Regions from separate parts of the Arachis hypogaea genome. Here region 1 is linked to region 2. A link is a contact called in public Hi-C data. All regions are on one chromosome and are shown on one strand. The core of a region is the stretch at or near the end of the contact, and the rest is flanking DNA. Distances in the headings are between cores, read along the strand shown.

Region 1 (5,158 bases), core at 2,249-4,748, 110 kb after region 2:
AGCTAACCTGAAAGCACATTCAAGACTGTCCCCGCCACCTCCCACCTCTTACTTTCAAGCTCAGAACCCTTTACAGCTTTGGAACACTTATATTCCCACGATGTCTTTTTTATTGGGTCAGTATTCCCACGATGTCTAAACATGGCAAAACAACTTTTTTTTAATGGTATCACAACCCAAAGATTTTTATTCCTAAAAACCTCACGAGTCTCATGCAGAAGCCCTGGGATAAACACGTATACCATAGAGTTGGAAGAGGCTTTCTTATCTTTTTAAAATATAATATTCAACGTTGTTTGTTAATGTACATGCCAATCCAAAATCCGAATTTTAAGGTCAGAATAGAACCATCTAAAGTGATAACAAAGTAATCCAAAAGATGCTATCTACGTGAATTACAGGGGAACGCTGATTCTCAATGAAACTTTGACTTTCAACTGATTCCAAGGCAATTTTCCTCTACACCCTAAACCTAACCATCATTCTCTAAACTTCAACATTGCACCTAAGACAATAGCTATAACATCCAAATGAAACAAGAATTAGGGACTCTTTACACTGCTCATCCAATTTAATCACTATACCAGTTCAATTAGTTTTTGTATGCATTTTCAATTTCATTTTCTCCATTGCAACGGGAAGTTTGAGGAACAAGGAACAATCCAAAATGAAGCAAAGAAATCTCTACACAGTAATCAGTTATCATCAGTTTAACCCACTCTTGGGTTGAGTTAACATAAAATTTATCAGTGCTTTCAAACTGTCATTGTAACCACTTTAACTTGAACTCCACATCCATACTACATCACATAACTTTATACATGAGTAATCAAATCAACTCAGAAGCAAATAGATTGAGAGCTTTCCACCATGAAAACTTTATCCAAAAGGCTAAGTTCAAAGAGCAAGAATCACAACCAATATAACCAAATAAACCTACGAGTATATTTCGCATCTCTCCTCAAATATGAAGAGAAACTTCATTAGCATTAGACAATAACAAGGATGTACCCCAGAAAGTCTCCCATGTACAGCAAGTACCTTAAAATGTGCCAAAGCATCATAAATGGATATAATAATCATCCAAGCTTTACCAGTGCATTATATATGTATATGGCAATCATCTAAAAGTGAATAGTGGAATATAAATAAATGAATCCAACAATCATCTATAAGTAGCCATGCATTATAGAGCATAAAGCACTAAAAGAATGCCCATGTAATATAGTGAAATCTCTACAAGGTAGAGCCATTGGCATTCTCCAACAACACCAACAAAGACATTTCTTTAACCATGATTCCAATGGAAGAATTTCAAACCAAATTTTCTTCACCATAACATTTCCAAGGAGCAAGACTGCTCCCTAAGACATTCACAGCAAAACTGGTCAACTATTTCTAATTCAAGACCATTGAGGCTTCCAGATGCAGCACTGCAAGACCACAACCCCTTAAAAAAGAAGGTAGGGGACCATTATCTCAAAACCAACTAATTCAAGCCAGAAAATGTTGCTAATATAGCTAGACTGACAAACAGCAAAGAAATAGCAATATCTACATTAGTACATTACAAGACAATTACATATTCAACTAAATGAAATAGAAGATTAAAAAAAAGCAAAAACATAAAAAAGACATCATAAAAAGAGAAATGTTGAAGGCAACAATAAAAGGTTTTTACATTTAAAAAAAAAAAAGAAAGAAAGAAAGGCATGATCGAACTATATTTGTATAAACCTAATTTCTCCTGATTCCCCCCAAATATCCAAATATCCCTAAAAAAACCATAGATAAATGCAAAATTGTTCCTTTCTCATGTCTTTGATATCCCATTTACAGAAAATAAAATAAAGCAAAGTAAATTAAGAAGTAGCAGTAGACTAGTTTAAGTCCAACCACCACAAATTGAATAAACCGTCATTGCCGCCACCACTGCCTCCTAAAACCATTTACAGAACCAACAAAAGAACCAATCCTATAACCTGAATCTCGAAAAACCATCATCAACATCATATTCTGGCCATTGCCCATTGCTTCTTACCTACTTCAAAGACCTCTCCACCTAGGGCTCGGAACAGGCACGGTTGGTGAAAGAGGAAGCTGCGGAAACCCTAATTGACCTGAATTTGGGGAAAATAGCAGACCCGGAGATAACAGAGGGTAAGAGGAAAGGCCGAACGGTGAATTCAAGCACCCAAATGGTGAAGGAGGAGATGGAAACGGAAATTGCGCCTGCGATGTGACCGTTGGCTGCGGCTGCGGCTGCGGCGGTGGCGGCGCTTCCGAGGGAACCACCGCCTGGTGCGTCAATGGAATCTGCTGTGGTGGTGGTTGCGATTCTTGCTCCGACGCAACCTGAGGCTGAGGCTTTGACTCTGGTTGTGGATGAGACTGCGACTGAGGTTGATGCTGAGATTGGGGTTGCGGTTGCGGTGGATTGAAGCTGTTCCAGCGTGGCGAGACCAAAGGTTGCAACGGCGAAAACCCTGAGAAATGCTTCGAGCTTTGGTCCACGTTGTTACCGTGAAGATACCTTAGGTAGGCGGAAACAGGGGACTCAGCGGCAGCGTGGACAGCAGGCAACGGCGGAAGAGGAGAGAGAGGCGGCGCTGCTGGCCTGCCGAAGCCAGAAAAGCCTCCAAGGCCAGCAGCGTTGACGGTGGGCTGCGGAGGCGGCATCTGATGGGGGCGAAGCATAGAGGGCGGGCGGTTAGCAATCTGAGGAAGCGGAGGAGGGCGGATCCTCTGGAGACGGGAGCTCGGGGGCCTGGGCTGGTGAATGGGGGGAGGGGTGGAGATTCTTTCATGGGCCGGTGAGCCCGTGAGCTTCTGGACAACATCCCTGAAGTCGTTCTTGTTGATGTTGTAGACTGGTGGCTGGTGCTGCAGGTTCTGATGCTGCGACGACAGTTGAAGGCTGTTGTTGTTGGCGTTGGTGGTTGGGTTTTGATTCTGGTGGGCTTCGAAGGGGTTGGGCTTTTTAGCGACGGTGGTGCTGGTGGTGGCGGGTTTAGAGATCTTTTGAGAGAGCTTGTTGAGTTGCCTCAGGTAGTTGTCTCTGCTTGTGCTGTTACTTTGAGGTGCTGCTCCTTCTGCACTATCCATTTCCCACAACAACGCCACTCTTCTCTTCTCTCAAGATCTAAATGTTGTGACTTCTCTGCTGCTACCCTTTCTTTGCTCTTATCACACGCCCACACTATGAGAGACTAGGGACCCCAAAACTCTACACTCCTTCAATATTAATATTCTCTATATATACTTCTTTTTCCTTCAATAATTTTCTCTTAATTAATTAATCAGAGATAAATGTTGCAAGATGTGGATACTGAATAACTTTGAAAATGGTTGGGGAAAAAAAAGATGGAATATGTCTCTGTCTATTTGGTGCTTCTGTTCTTTCACTGCTTTTAATAATTAATATTTATTTTTATTTATTTATTTTTTCTTTTACAAAGGCTTCAAAGAAGAGAACAGGACAGAATGGCACAAAAGAAGGGAACTAGCGAATCCATTTTCCGCTACTACTCTTATATCATCATGTGTATCTTATCTCCTACTAATAATTCATATATTAATTGCCTAACGTCACACTACACTCGGTGCTATGCTATGTGTCATAGACTCGTAACTCCAGTGAGACAAAAGCTGAATATTACCAAAATAAAAAATAAAAAAATCTCATCCAATTATTCTTGCTATCATAACCTTCGCTAAAACTAAAAAGGATTGCTTGATGAGTATTGAATTTCAGAAATGTAACATTTAGTTATTAAATTACTAGCAGTATAGTAGTAGAGGGAGGGGACGATTCAATCATTCACGTGGAGTGTTTGGGTCAAAGTCACTGTTTTAGGTCAAACCTGTTAAGGATGCCTTCGGCTTTTGGCAGTGACCGGTTCGGCCACGACACAGAATCTTAAATCAGCTTATGCCCATTGCCCAGCACGAGAATGATGGCTCCATCCAAAAATAGAAAACACGAATATGGCCCTCATACACCCAAACCCAGAATCAACCAAGCCTTTACTATTTTTCACATTAATTTAGTTATAATAAGTGTCTTACTAAAGAAGTAAAGAAATGGATACTTAACCAACAAAAATAGAGATTAAAAAATTTATAGAGTCAAACATTTTTATTAAAATTTAACCAGTAATTAATTAATAAAAAATAAATAATTTTACATTACTAAAAATACTAATAATAATTAATTAATAACTACAAATTATAAAATTTGTTGTTTCTTAAGACTTTCCTATCCGTATATTTAAAAAGTCTTGCCGAGCTTTTCCATAATCATTAGAAACGAATTGATATTTTGTATATTTTTTTCTTTCATATTAATTTCTTTTAGAATAAGTGTATATTTGGATATCATTATTTTGTAAAAAAATGATTTTTTTTATTTTTTAATGTGTTTGGCAAATTTCTAATAGTAAAAATAAAAGCATTAGTAAAATAAAAAAAAATCTTTTTTGAGAAGATGTAATTTACGTCTTTTTTTTAAAGATCTTTTTTCCTTAAAAAAAGATATTTTTCATGTAATAAATAAACAAAAAATACTTTTATATTGTTATACCCAAACATAATTGATAGATAAAAATATCTTTTTATATGAGATATTCAAACAAAAAATTACTTTTACTTTTCTATAAGATCTTTTAAAAAAAGATAACTCAAAAAAAATCTTTTCTTAAAAGCACACCCAAACAAGCCCTAATTTTTAAACATTTTTATCAAGTAAGGATATTATATTTTTTGTTAATTAAATAAATTTTAATTTTTATCTATTATATTTTATGGCAATAGTTCAAATTTAAGATGTTTTATTTATTTTAAATTTTTAATAACAATTTAATTTTTTAAAAATAATGTACTCTTTACTTTCTCAAAACTATTAATATTTGCCTTAGTTCTCACCAAAAGAATTAATTTATTGCATTCCTTTATCGAGTGAAAACCTATTAGTCTTAATAATAAATTAGTATATTAGTAATCTTTTTAAAAAACATGGAAATATGGTTAATTGTTTAGTATATTGTTTTAGATGTTCTGCTTGAATTATTCAAAGGTATTCCCGTAAAATATAATTTGATAATTGACTTCAGATTAATAAAAAAGATATTAAATTACTAATACAAGATATTCCATATAA
Region 2 (5,890 bases), core at 481-2,980:
GGAGCAGGGATCCCCGTTCGGTCTCTGCGCCTGCTTCGGAGAAATTTTGTCCCCCATCTCCATCTTTGTAAAAAAAAATTTCATAATCGAATCCCCATTCGAAACAGTCTCCGTAAAAATCTCTGTGTCTCATAAAATTTTACCATCCCTAGTTTGAGATGTGTAATATCTAGGATTAAAAATTATTAAATCCATCGGGAAAAAAAAAAGACAAATACTGAATTTTGATTATTGTCCTTCTTGTTCCTGAATTTATTGTCCAACTAACTAAGCAACGGAGTAATTAATTTTCCAAAAACTGCATAAACAAAGACAGTGGTGGTAACAAGTACCACTAATGTCTAAAACAAAGCAACTGGTACTTTAATAATTAATAATAATGTCTGGCATTTTGCCATTGTAAAAAGTTATAAAAACCTAAAAAGAAAGCTAGCTAGTAAGTAGTAACCACTAATCAGAAGTAGTAGTACGACATCCCACCGTTTTAAAAAATGTAATTCTTTTTAAAGAGAAAAAATTGTAACTAATTTTTTTAGGAGACTATCTAATTATATATTATATGCCAAAAATTTTCCTCTATTATGGAAAAAAAAAATCTTCACTACTTTAGAAAACAAAGTTCACCGTAGCATGATCCAATAGATTTGAAAGAGAAAAACTGAAATTGCGATAATGTCAGTCCTTGTTGCAATTTGCAAACGTGATCACGCCACACGCTCTAAGTTGTAATTTTGTATTTGCAAATGGTACTTCGTTGTAGCCCCAAGAACCAGAAGCATTCCTTAGTACGCATTCCACAGAAAACATTAACACTGTTTGCAGTTTGCACTTAACACTTCACATTATTGGTACGGTGTGCATCTACTTGCCTATTCACTGACTATATATTTAGACCAAAACAGATATTAGTAACAACTAACATAAATAAATATAAAAGAAATTAGTTTTCAAATTTAGCTTTTGAAGTATTTTAATCAGATATAATTTATAGATTTTTTTAATTATAAAAGTGTGAATATTAACAAAAATAACTTAAAGGTTAAACCTAATTAAAATATCAAACAATTGAACAACAACTTAAAAAATTTAACTCGTAATTATATGTCAAATATACATTTAAAAAATCAATGCACACGTTCAAAGTTAGACTATATATAAAAATATTGAATATGAACATATGACTAATTTCTAACATAACAAGGGCGGCCAATATTTTGGATATAAAAAAAATTTTGGTATACCACTTAATTATTGAATTTCGTTGTGTTTTTTGAAATTCTGGAGCGCTCAAATTTTAAAAAAGCACCATAAAATTTAATAATCGAGTGTTACCAAAATATATATATATATATATATATATATATATATATATATATATATATATATATAAATAAACGGACAAAGCCTTTCAAATGTGAGTAATAACCTTTTTTGTTATCTACAGAAATGAATGTGAGTGGCGTAAAAAATTTGCCGGTTTGAAATTAGGTGATAATTTAAGTACAGTCAATTTTATATGAGGTTGACAATTAAGAATGTTAGATGAAAATTTAATCAAATCAGTTAAATTATTTAATAACTTGTAATTATTCACTTCATTTGAAATCGAGTACAACTTGAGTTTTCACCCATTAAAATGATTAGAAAAAGAGTGGTGAGTGTTGACTGTTGACCACGAGGACCATGCCATTCTCACATGGATACAGTAGCATATAGAGAGGCCTTTGTAGGCATCACTTTGGGTCAGAGCTTCACTTCATCTTCACCCACTCAGATTCATACTTATTCTCCTCATTACTCTATCACCTTAATTCACTCATTCATGTTCTCATATCTATCGTCTTATGAGCTGGCCTCTATTATTTAAACAAAAATTCTTTAATTTTTAATTTATGTAAAACGTTTATGTATATTATTAGTTAATTTTGGAAACATATCAATAGGCACAAGCTGCAAAATTAACAAAGAAAAACATATTTCGGGTAGGCTGTCGTAATAAATATATTTTTAATATAATTTTGCAGATACGATAACCAGCTAAATAGGAACAATTCATTTACATTGTACATTTTTGTTCTTAAATAATTTATTAATTAAAAATAAAAATATCAATAAAAAATATCTATTATTTTAATTCAAATAAAATATCAAAAATTAAAATTAATAAAAATAAAATTTTAAATTTTGTGTTTTAGTTTAAATTTAAAAAAAAAATCAACATTCATACAAATTTATGAATTTAAAATAGGACGATTACACGTTTTTAAAATTCATTAAAAATAGTTTTTTGATTCACTGGAACATCCAGAAAACCGATTTTGGAATATTGATGTTAAGAAATTGTTGGTGGGTTCTCAACCAAATAGGACCACAAGTTTTAAAAGAAAAAAAATAGAAAAACAAATAAATAAAAGAAAGTGGCCTAATAGTCATGAGAGAGGGAGAGAGAGTTTGAAAGCCTCTCTTTTCAAAAGAAAAGAAAGAAGGAAACAGAAAGGGCGGCGTCGAGAGAAGAAAAAAATTTGGGGGAAAAGAGCATGCTAACCTTGATCACATTGACTTGGTAAACTTGTTCCATTTTTTATGAAATTTTAGTATGTTATTCCTGGTGTAGAGATGAACATTAAGATATAACTTGCTAGTTGTATTGCCTTCTCTTTTGCCTGATTTGAGATACCCACTTTGTGGAGGGTTTATGTTGATTCCACCAGTTTTGGTGATGTATTTTGTTGATTGTTGAGATGTCCTAGTATCACTAGGAAGACTGTTTGTGTACCCATTATTCTGATAGTGGAAGATTTTTCTGGAATAGGTCCCGTGGATTTTTTTGTCCCTCTTTTGGAGATTTTTCCACGTTAAAATTTTGGTGTCTGATTATTTAATTTCTGCCATTATATTTGCTGCTTGGAGTATCTTTGGTGTTGCCCATTTAATTGCACAGGTTGTGGAAAAATTATTTCTGGTGCTTCCGCTGTTAAACAGGTTCTTGTTTTTGAACCTTTATTGAGTTTTCCCAACAAAGTGGTATCAGAGCTTTCGTTGTTTATCTCTGTGCTGATTAAATGGAGGAAAATACTCATGGACCGAATATGGTCAAATTGAATTCCCAAAATTATTCAATTTGGAAGACCCTCATGGAAGATATGTTGTATAGCAAGGACTTGTATGATCCTGTGGAGGGGGATAAATCCAAAGGTACTAAATCCGATGCTGAATGGAAGAACCTGAATCGGAAGGCAGTTGCTTTGATTAGGCAATGGCTTGATCTTAGTGTGTATCCACATGTTGACACCGAAACGAATGCTGAGAAGATGTGGAAGAAATTGAAGGAGTTATATGAGAGAAAGAATGTGCAAAACAAAGCATTCTTGATTAGGAAGCTTGTCAATATGAAGTATGTTGAAGGTAAATCAATGCCGGAGCACTTGAGTATTTTTCAGGAGACGGTGAACCAACTGACAAATAATGAAATCACTTTGAATGATGAGTTGCAAGCCTTGTTGTTGTTGATCTCTTTGCCTGATAGTTGGGAAGTTCTGGTTGTGACACTGACTAACTCAGCTCTAAAAGGAAGGTTGACGTTAGCAATGGTTGAAGAGAGCATGTTGAATGAAGAAGCCAGAATAAGAGAGCGAGGTTTGACTAATGCCTTCTCCCAGTCAGAAGCACTTGTTTCAGAGTCATGGGGGAGAAGTCAAAGTAGAAAACCTCACAGTTCTGACAGGTCAGAGAGTCGAAGCAAGTCAAGAGGAAAGTATAAGCCAAGAAAGAAGTTCATTTATCACCATTGTGGCAAGTCGGGACATATCAAGAGGTATTGTAGGTTCTTGAAAAAAGAACAATCAAGGGGAAGAAACGAAGACAAATGTAAAGATAGTGATAAAGAAACTGTTGCTATTGTTTATGAAGATGTTTTTATCACATATGATGAAAATTATGTGAATCTTGTCTGTGATGATTCCACTTGGATTATGGACTCTGGTGCCTCATGTCATGTCACTCCGAAGCGTGAATTTTTCACTTCCTATACTGCTGGAAATTTTGGCAAGATCAAATTGGGAGATAAAGGAGTGTGTGATATCATTGGTATGGGTGATATGTGGCTTGAAACTAACATGGGATGCAAGTTGCAGTTGAAGAATGTTAGGCATGCGCCAGATATGCGGTTCAATCTCATTTCAGTGAAGGCATTGGATCAAGAAGGGTATTGCACTTCCTTTGGTAGTGAAAAATGCAAGGTTACCAAAGGAGCTCTCATTGTTGCTAGAGAAGACAATAGTCTCACTACTCTCTACCGGTTGCAAGCAAAGTTGTGCAAAGAAGATGTGAATGTAGCTGGTGATTCATTTTCTGATTTGTGGCATATACGTCTTGGTCACTTGAGCGAGAAAGGACTAAGCGTCTTAGTCAAGAAGCACTCATTTCCCATGAAAGGTACAACTTTAAATACTTGCACTCATTGTTTTGTTGGAAAGCATGCTAGAGTATCATTTCATAATTCTGGACCTCATAGGAGATTACATGTTCTAGATTTAGTTCACACTGATGTTTGCACTATGGATGCTAAGACACTAGGTGGTGCATCATATTTTGTTACTTTTATTGATGATTATTCTCGAAAAGGGTGGGCTTTTGTTTTGAAATCTAAAGACCAGGTGCTCGGTATCTTCAAACACTTTCATGCAAGTGTTGAAAGAGAAACAGGAAGAAAATTGAAATGTGTCCGAGCAAATAATGGTGGTGAATACAGGGGTCCGTTTGAAGAGTACTGTAAAGGACATGGGATCAAGCTTGAGAAGACAGTTCCTAAGACTCCTCAACATAATGGAGTTGCAGAGAGAATGAATCGCACTATCAATGATAGAGTAAGGTGTATGCTTTCTCATGCAAAGTTGCCTAAATCCTTTTGGGGTGAAGCGATGAGGACTGTAGTAGATTTGATCAACCTTTCTCCCTCTGTTCCACTTAATGGTGATGTTCCAAAGAAAGTTTGGAGAGGGAAAGATGTCTCCTATAGTCACTTGCGAGTGTTTGGCTGCAGGGCTTTTGTTCACATTCCAAGAGATGAAAGGTCTAAACTTGATGGGAAGTCAAAGCAGTGTATCTTCATAGGTTATGGTCACGAAGACTTTGGTTACAGATTATGGGATCCGGTGAGCAAGAAGATAATTAGAAGCTGAGATGTGATTTTTCTTGAAGACCAAACTATTGAAGATCTTGAGAAGACAGATAAGCCAACAGTAACTGTTAGACGTTCTGCTGATGATGAACCTGGTCCTTCCACTAGATCTCCTGTTGATGGGGGAGATGTACAAGTTGATAATGATGATGATGATTTGCATGATGAATCTACACCTCAACCTGAGGTGCCAGATGTTGTAGTTCCACCTGAACCACCAGTTGAGCCTGAATTGAGAAGATCTACTAGAGAGCGCCATCCTTCTCAGAAATACTCTCCTCATGAGTATGTGATGAACACTGAGACTGGGGAGCCAGAGAGCTACCAGGAAGCTATGTCTGATGAGCATAAAGAAGATTGGTTGAAGGCCATGCAAGAGGAAATGAAATCCTTGCATGAGAATCATACTTTTGAATTGGTGAAGTTAACGAAGGGTAAGAGAGCATTCAAGAATAAATGGGTGTTCAAGTTGAAAGCGGATGAAAATGTCTCACGGCCAAGGTACAAAGCTCGATTGGTTGTGAAAGGCTTTGAGCAAAAGAAAGGTATTGATTTTGAGGAGATTTTCTCTCCAGTTGTGAAGATGTCCTCTATTCGAGTTGTGCTTGGATTGGCGGCTAGCTTGAATTTAGAGGTTGAGCAGCTTGATGTGAAAACTGCATTCCTTCATGGTGACCTAGATAAAGAAATCTATATGGAGCAACCAGAGGG

The links. Hi-C and Micro-C count contacts between places; a contact is called where the count stands out from the background.
Region 1: a Hi-C map of leaf shows a contact between it and region 2, with 2.7 times the contacts expected there. The contact joins the promoter of LOC112706195 here to the enhancer-like site in region 2. A contact is called at or near these places in 2 of 8 Hi-C or Micro-C datasets (both in leaf).

The regions. Positions count from the first base shown.
Region 1 is chr8:13,372,405-13,377,562 of arahy.Tifrunner.gnm2.J5K5, forward strand. LOC112706195 (VQ motif-containing protein 9) reads right to left here and starts at 3,499. Exons shown (of 1, transcript XM_025757367.3): 1 at 1,655-3,499. The coding sequence starts at 3,105. The coding sequence ends at 2,047.
Region 2 is chr8:13,266,056-13,271,945 of arahy.Tifrunner.gnm2.J5K5, forward strand. No RefSeq gene overlaps it. Among protein-coding and RNA genes, the nearest start is that of LOC112706190, 10 kb to the right of the region's middle. Within about 2 kb of position 1,731, at least 2 of the 3 cell types and tissues checked have open chromatin away from gene starts, as enhancers often do.